2 separate regions of the Mus musculus genome follow, and region 2 is linked to region 1. Evidence: chromatin contacts called from public HiChIP or PLAC-seq data. All regions are on one chromosome and are shown on one strand. The core of a region is the stretch at or near the end of the contact, and the rest is flanking DNA. Distances in the headings are between cores, read along the strand shown. Region 1 holds the start of Nsmce4a (NSE4 homolog A, SMC5-SMC6 complex component). Region 2 overlaps Plekha1 (pleckstrin homology domain containing, family A (phosphoinositide binding specific) member 1).

The links. HiChIP or PLAC-seq counts read pairs in DNA pulled down with a chosen protein or histone mark.
Region 2: an H3K4me3 HiChIP or PLAC-seq map of bone marrow-derived macrophages shows a contact between it and region 1, with 5 times the contacts expected there. The contact joins the enhancer-like site here to the promoter of Nsmce4a in region 1. A contact is called at or near these places in 2 of 484 Hi-C or Micro-C datasets (stem cell-derived neural stem cells and uterus), 1 of 115 datasets of contacts at active chromatin or transcription factors (bone marrow-derived macrophages) and 3 of 9 other capture datasets (adipose tissue, liver and pancreatic islet).

What each region holds. Positions count from the first base shown.
Region 1 is chr7:130,546,083-130,548,740 of GRCm38.p6, forward strand. It overlaps Nsmce4a (NSE4 homolog A, SMC5-SMC6 complex component), which reads right to left and starts at 1,299. Exons shown (of 11, transcript NM_001162855.1): 1 at 910-1,299. The coding sequence starts at 1,192.
Region 2 is chr7:130,891,976-130,894,633 of GRCm38.p6, forward strand. Plekha1 (pleckstrin homology domain containing, family A (phosphoinositide binding specific) member 1) reads left to right here. Exons shown (of 13, transcript NM_001346515.1): 5 at 206-303. Among named protein-coding and RNA genes, the nearest start is that of Mir7061, 15 kb to the right of the region's middle. Within about 2 kb of position 1,291, at least 108 of the 459 cell types and tissues checked have an H3K27ac peak or open chromatin away from gene starts, as enhancers often do. A contact at or near this core is called in adipose tissue, bone marrow-derived macrophages and uterus, where this site is marked.

The sequences.
Region 1 (2,658 bases), core at 49-2,548:
CTCTTTAACAGAAAAAGGCTTTATCTTTTACAGAAAGAGACAATGTTACTACTGTTCCAAGCAAATTGAACGTCTGTGTGTGCAGAAGGCCTGGGGTCAACCTTTGATGTCCTTCCCTCAGCGCACCATCACCTTTGCCTTTTGAGACAGGGTATCTATCTATCTATCTATCTATCTATCTATCTATCTATCTATAGAACTATCTATCTATCTATCTATCTATAGAACTAGCCAAGAAGGCTAGGTGAGCTGGCCAAAGAGACCCAGGGTCTCTGCTTCCCCTCGGCTGAGGATACAAGTTTACAGAACTACTTTTAGGAGACACTTTAGAGGGTTCTGGGGAATCTAATTAAGGTCGCAAGAGAAGCATCTGCCCATCTCCCCAGCCCTCAAAACTTGAACTCTTGACAGGAAACACTTGCTCCCCAAATGTGCAAAGGGATGACTCTTCGGCTTCCCAATACAAGGGCTCGATTAAGAAAGGATTGTCAACTTCTCAAGCAACAGGCTCATCTGGAGAGCCACACAACAAACGCTTGGGCCTGTACAGCATTTCTGATTCAGTGTATCCGAGCTGGGCAGGGAAATGTGCATTTTAGCAATCCCAAGGGACTCCATAGCTCAGGCGCCCACGAGGAGCAAGCTAGATTGAACAAAAATCTGGTGGTGTGTGCTTGTCTTCCCTACTGGCTAGCTGAGCTCAAGTCACCACCAGGTCTGGTCTCCCGCTTTTCCAGCCGGCCACACAGCACCTGCGCGGCCGCCGCCAAGGTCGCGTAGGCTGCACTTCGTAAACAAGCGAAAGCGCGCTGCCGCGAGCCTGCGCAGACCGGCCAGCGCCTGCACCTCCACCGCCCTCCCCAGCCATGGAACGCCACCGGCCCGCGCAGCCACAAAGCGCCACCTTACGTTGGACAGAGTTGATGAGAGCGCGGTACTGATGGCGGATCTGGCGGCACAGGCCCTGGTCGTACTCGGCCTCCAAGCAGGCCGGGTCCATCAGCTCGTCCCCAGAATCAGACAGATCGGAGTCCTCCAAGCTCGGACGCTCCGCTGCCTCCCTGCGCTCCGGCGCGGCGCCGCGGCGGGCCAGCGGGGACCGCGAGCGGGACCGGGAGCGGGTGCGATCCCGGTGCGGGTCGCGGCCCCGGCCCCGGCCCTCAGACCGGCGGCCGCTGCTGTCGCCAGACATCGCGCCAATTCGCCTTGCAACTTCGGAGCGGCGGAAGTTCGCGCCAGAAACTGAAACCCCCGGCTGGGCTCGAGCGCCGGCTCCAGGAGCAACGCAGCTCCCCGGCTGGCGCGTGAGCACACAGCGACACCTGTGGCCCGGAGGTCGCGGCGGCGTTGGCTGTGTCTGTGCCTCGCATTGGTTCTTAGTTACTCCACCCTGCAAGCAAGAGTCTTAGGACTTTAGATCTCTGATCCTAATGCCCACCCCACTTAGTCATGCATCTTCCCATTGTCTCTTTGGCTCCTCTGGCCTTGGGGAGGATACAACAAACAAAACAGGGTTCCTTGACTGTACCATAGTAAACTGTTAAGCCTCCTTCTAAATATCTGCACCACCACACGGCAGGTTCACAGCTGATTCTCTAACAACAGATACCCTATAACAGGTCTGAGGAAGATAATTATATGCAATGTGGTTTCAAAGATACATGTATACATATCATTCCATGTAATTGTGTGTGTGTGCACTGTACATAGATACGCATGCACAAGTGTGCATCTGCGGGTACAAACGGCAGGTTGGCTTCAGGGGTCTTCCTCTTTCAGTTCCACATTTTTTAGATTTGTTGTGTGTGTATATACATCCTTTATTTGCGTGCACACTGTGGACGAAATGTATGCAGTGCCCTCAGATGTCAAAATAGGACGTGCACACCTCCTCTGGAACCGGAGTTAAGAAGGGTTTGTGAGCTGCCCTGTGGATAACGGCGATGGAACCCTACTCCTATGAGAACTAGTGCTCTTAACCTCTAAACCATCTCTCCAGCCCACTCTCCACGTTCTTTACCATAAGGCATCTCTAGCTGAACCTGGAACTCGTCTTTTTGACAGGACTTAAATAGCCAGCAAGATCTAGGCATTTTCCTGTCTTCACTTCCAACGCACTAGGATTATGGATCCACACTGCCGTGTACAAGTTTGGTTGTTGTTTTTTGTTTGTTTGTTTTTTGAGACAAGGTTTCTCTGTGTAGCCCTGGCTGTCCTGGAACTCACTTTGTAGACCAGGCTGTCCTCAAACTCAGAAATCTGCCTGCCTCTGCCTCCCAAGTGCTGGGATTAAAGGCATGTGCCACCACCGCCCGCCCATGTACCAGTTTTTATGCCACCTTAGGAATCCTGAGGTAATCTACCCTCTGACACACACACTTCTCCTTCTTCCATCCCTCCCTCTCACATAGGATTTCATGTAACCCAGGCTGGCCTCAAACTGACCCTGTAGCTGAAGCTAATATTGAGTTCCTGATCCTCGTGAATCTAACTACCTCACAAAGGCTGAGAGGATTTTGAGACCAAGATCCAAAGCCTAGTGAGCTCACTGCTACTGAGATATCATTGCTTCTAGAGCCTCCAAAGAAAAAAGAACTAGGAAGCTATGCATAGACACCCTTACACGTATATAAGTGCATCTCTTCATATTTTATGTTG
Region 2 (2,658 bases), core at 41-2,540, 350 kb after region 1:
ATTGGAGGACTGACTCACTATTTAGCAGTATCCTCATTTAGTGAAGGCTGGCCAGAAAAGAGTTCTGCCTGTGTAACTTAGCGATGAAAACAGTGGTTTTTTTATCTTGTAAAATCCAAGAGTTACAGTAAAACTTTTATAGATGTTCTAAACAGAATTTAGAGGTAACAAGTATAATATTTCATGCACTTTTTTTTTTTGACAGTTATGAATGCAGGAATGAGAAAATACTTTCTACAAGCTAATGATCAGCAGGACTTAGTGGAGTGGGTAAATGTCTTGAACAAAGCTATAAAAATTACAGTAAGTATTTTTTTTTGAAAAAGTTTCCCTTTACAGAAGTAATGTTTACATTATAAAAATGTGTCTAATGTCCTCAGTTTACCAACAGATTGCAGAGTCAAGCTTGGTTTAAAAGCTGTGTACTGACTGTGAGCCTCTGTCTAGTGTGTGGGGACTTAGGGCCTTGAAGGCTTTCCCCGTGTCCTTAGGGAGGATCCACATTTCTGTACATGCTGATTGTGCTTTTGTTTTGCATCTAGAATAGGATAAGAGGCTTTGACCACATACTCTGAGAATGGCATACGCTTTCTCCTTTTCTAAGCCATGACAGGAGAAGGTAGGTGTGGGCTGGGGCAGGTACAGGTCTGGGGATGAGTCTGAAGAGCTGTGGTAAGCAGAGGGTTCTGCCTGTGTGCTCTCGTGATGTCTGAGGCTCTGGACTTCTTTCACCTGTCCTTTCCCCTGGAGTTCCATGGCCTGCCGCTCTTCCCTCTGCTGATGCTACAGTGGCTGCTTAACAACTCTTTTCTTTTGGTTGGTTTCAAAAATGAACACCAGTACTTACTGTTACTGGGCCAGCAGGCAGGCTTCAGATGAAAGTTTGCCCTTAGCTTTCCAGAAAGATGAGCTGTGGATTCCTGCGCCCTGGACCCTGAATCTGTGGTGCAGTGAGCAAAGAACCCCTTCTTAAAGTCAGCCAAGCTTTTCTGAGCAAGTTGCTGCTGCTGCTGCTGTGCACACGGACTGCCTCTCTGCACCTTCCCTCCTCACACAGAGTAGACTGCCTGGACAGGGGTGGGAGGGACTCCTCCTGTGTGGGGCTGTATCAGCTAAAGTTTGTTCTTACTGAGTACAGTCATTTACTGGTCCTGGTCTACACAAGTGCCCTGAAAAGCAGTGCGTAAAGTCCTCATCTAAAGTGAGTGACTCCGTGTTTATGCCACACTGCAGCAGACTTCAGATAGCCAACCAAGGCTGTCCTTAGTTAGGTCACATTTTTTTGTATTGCACCAGAACAGCTTGTTACCACATGACAGAAAACACCCACACACCGCGTCTGATCTGTTCGTGAAGCAGAAGTTATTTGGGGACTTTTGCAGTTTCAGGAAAGCAGTATTTTTGAACAGACTCAGAAGTTTATGTTCTTATAAGGTCTTAGTCGATCGTTTTGAGCCCCTAATAAATGTTCCCTACCCAGAAGATGTGTTTATGGAGACTGCATGTAGTACTTTCCTGAATTCATTTTTCACAGTTTACAATAATAAGCAGAACTGGCTACTTTTAGTGATTTGGAGAAAAGTGGAATGAATAGACCCAGCATTTTACCAAGTTGGAATGCCTTGAGTTGTTACTTCATTTATTTGTGGAACTAAGTTTTTCACGTGCCATTGCAAACTTTTCAGCACGGAGGAGAAACTAACAGTGTTTAAGGTATAGACCTTTCATTAGCTCTTGTGATCTTGCAGCTTTATTTTATATGACATTTTTACTGTTTTTAGATAGATCTCGATACTGATTTTCATGAGTTTATAGTTCATATTTAGAAAGGTTAATACAAGTAAGATACAGAAGTCATCAGTGAAGTAAGTGACCTGAATGTAGAATTGGTAATCGACTGGAGCCAATTCCAGGCAAACAGGAGAATGAGAGAATCCCAGGCTTTACTACGTTATGTTTCGTTGGTGCTGGAGAGATGGCTAAGTGGTTAAGAGCACTGGCTGCTCTTGCAGACGACTTGGGTTTGGTTTCCCGTACCCATGTGACTGTCCATAACTATCTGTAACTCCAGTTTCAGGGAACACATACAATACTGTCCTCTGGCCTGCGGGTACAGACATGTAGCCAAAACACCCCATACACATAAACTTTTAAAAAAAAAAAGTTAAAAATAGATATTTTGTTAATTAATTAATTTTTTATTTTATTTTTTTTGAGACAGGGTTTCTTTGTGTAGCCCTGGCTGTCCTGGAACTCACTCTGTAGACCAGGCTGGCCTTGAACTTAGAAATCTGCCTGCCTCTGCCTCCCAAGTGCTGGGATTAAAGGCGTGCAGCCCATGCCCGGCCTCTTAAATTCTTTAGAATAAAAATTCTACCAGTTTAGACCTTATAGGCATTTTGCACATTTAAATATATTGGAGTGTGACATGTCTAATTTCATATTTAAATGGACAATAATTTACATGTAGGATCTTTGAAAAATTAATATTCCCATTTTAACACACGTAGTTTACCTTCCTTTTGAACCATTCCAAATGATATTTTGATCAACTAATTTAGTGGTCTACCGAGTACTATGTAATCTATACGTTTAAAATTTACAATTTGTTTTTCAGAGTGTGGTTTCAGCCTAGGGATTGTTAGAGCACTGTGGCTA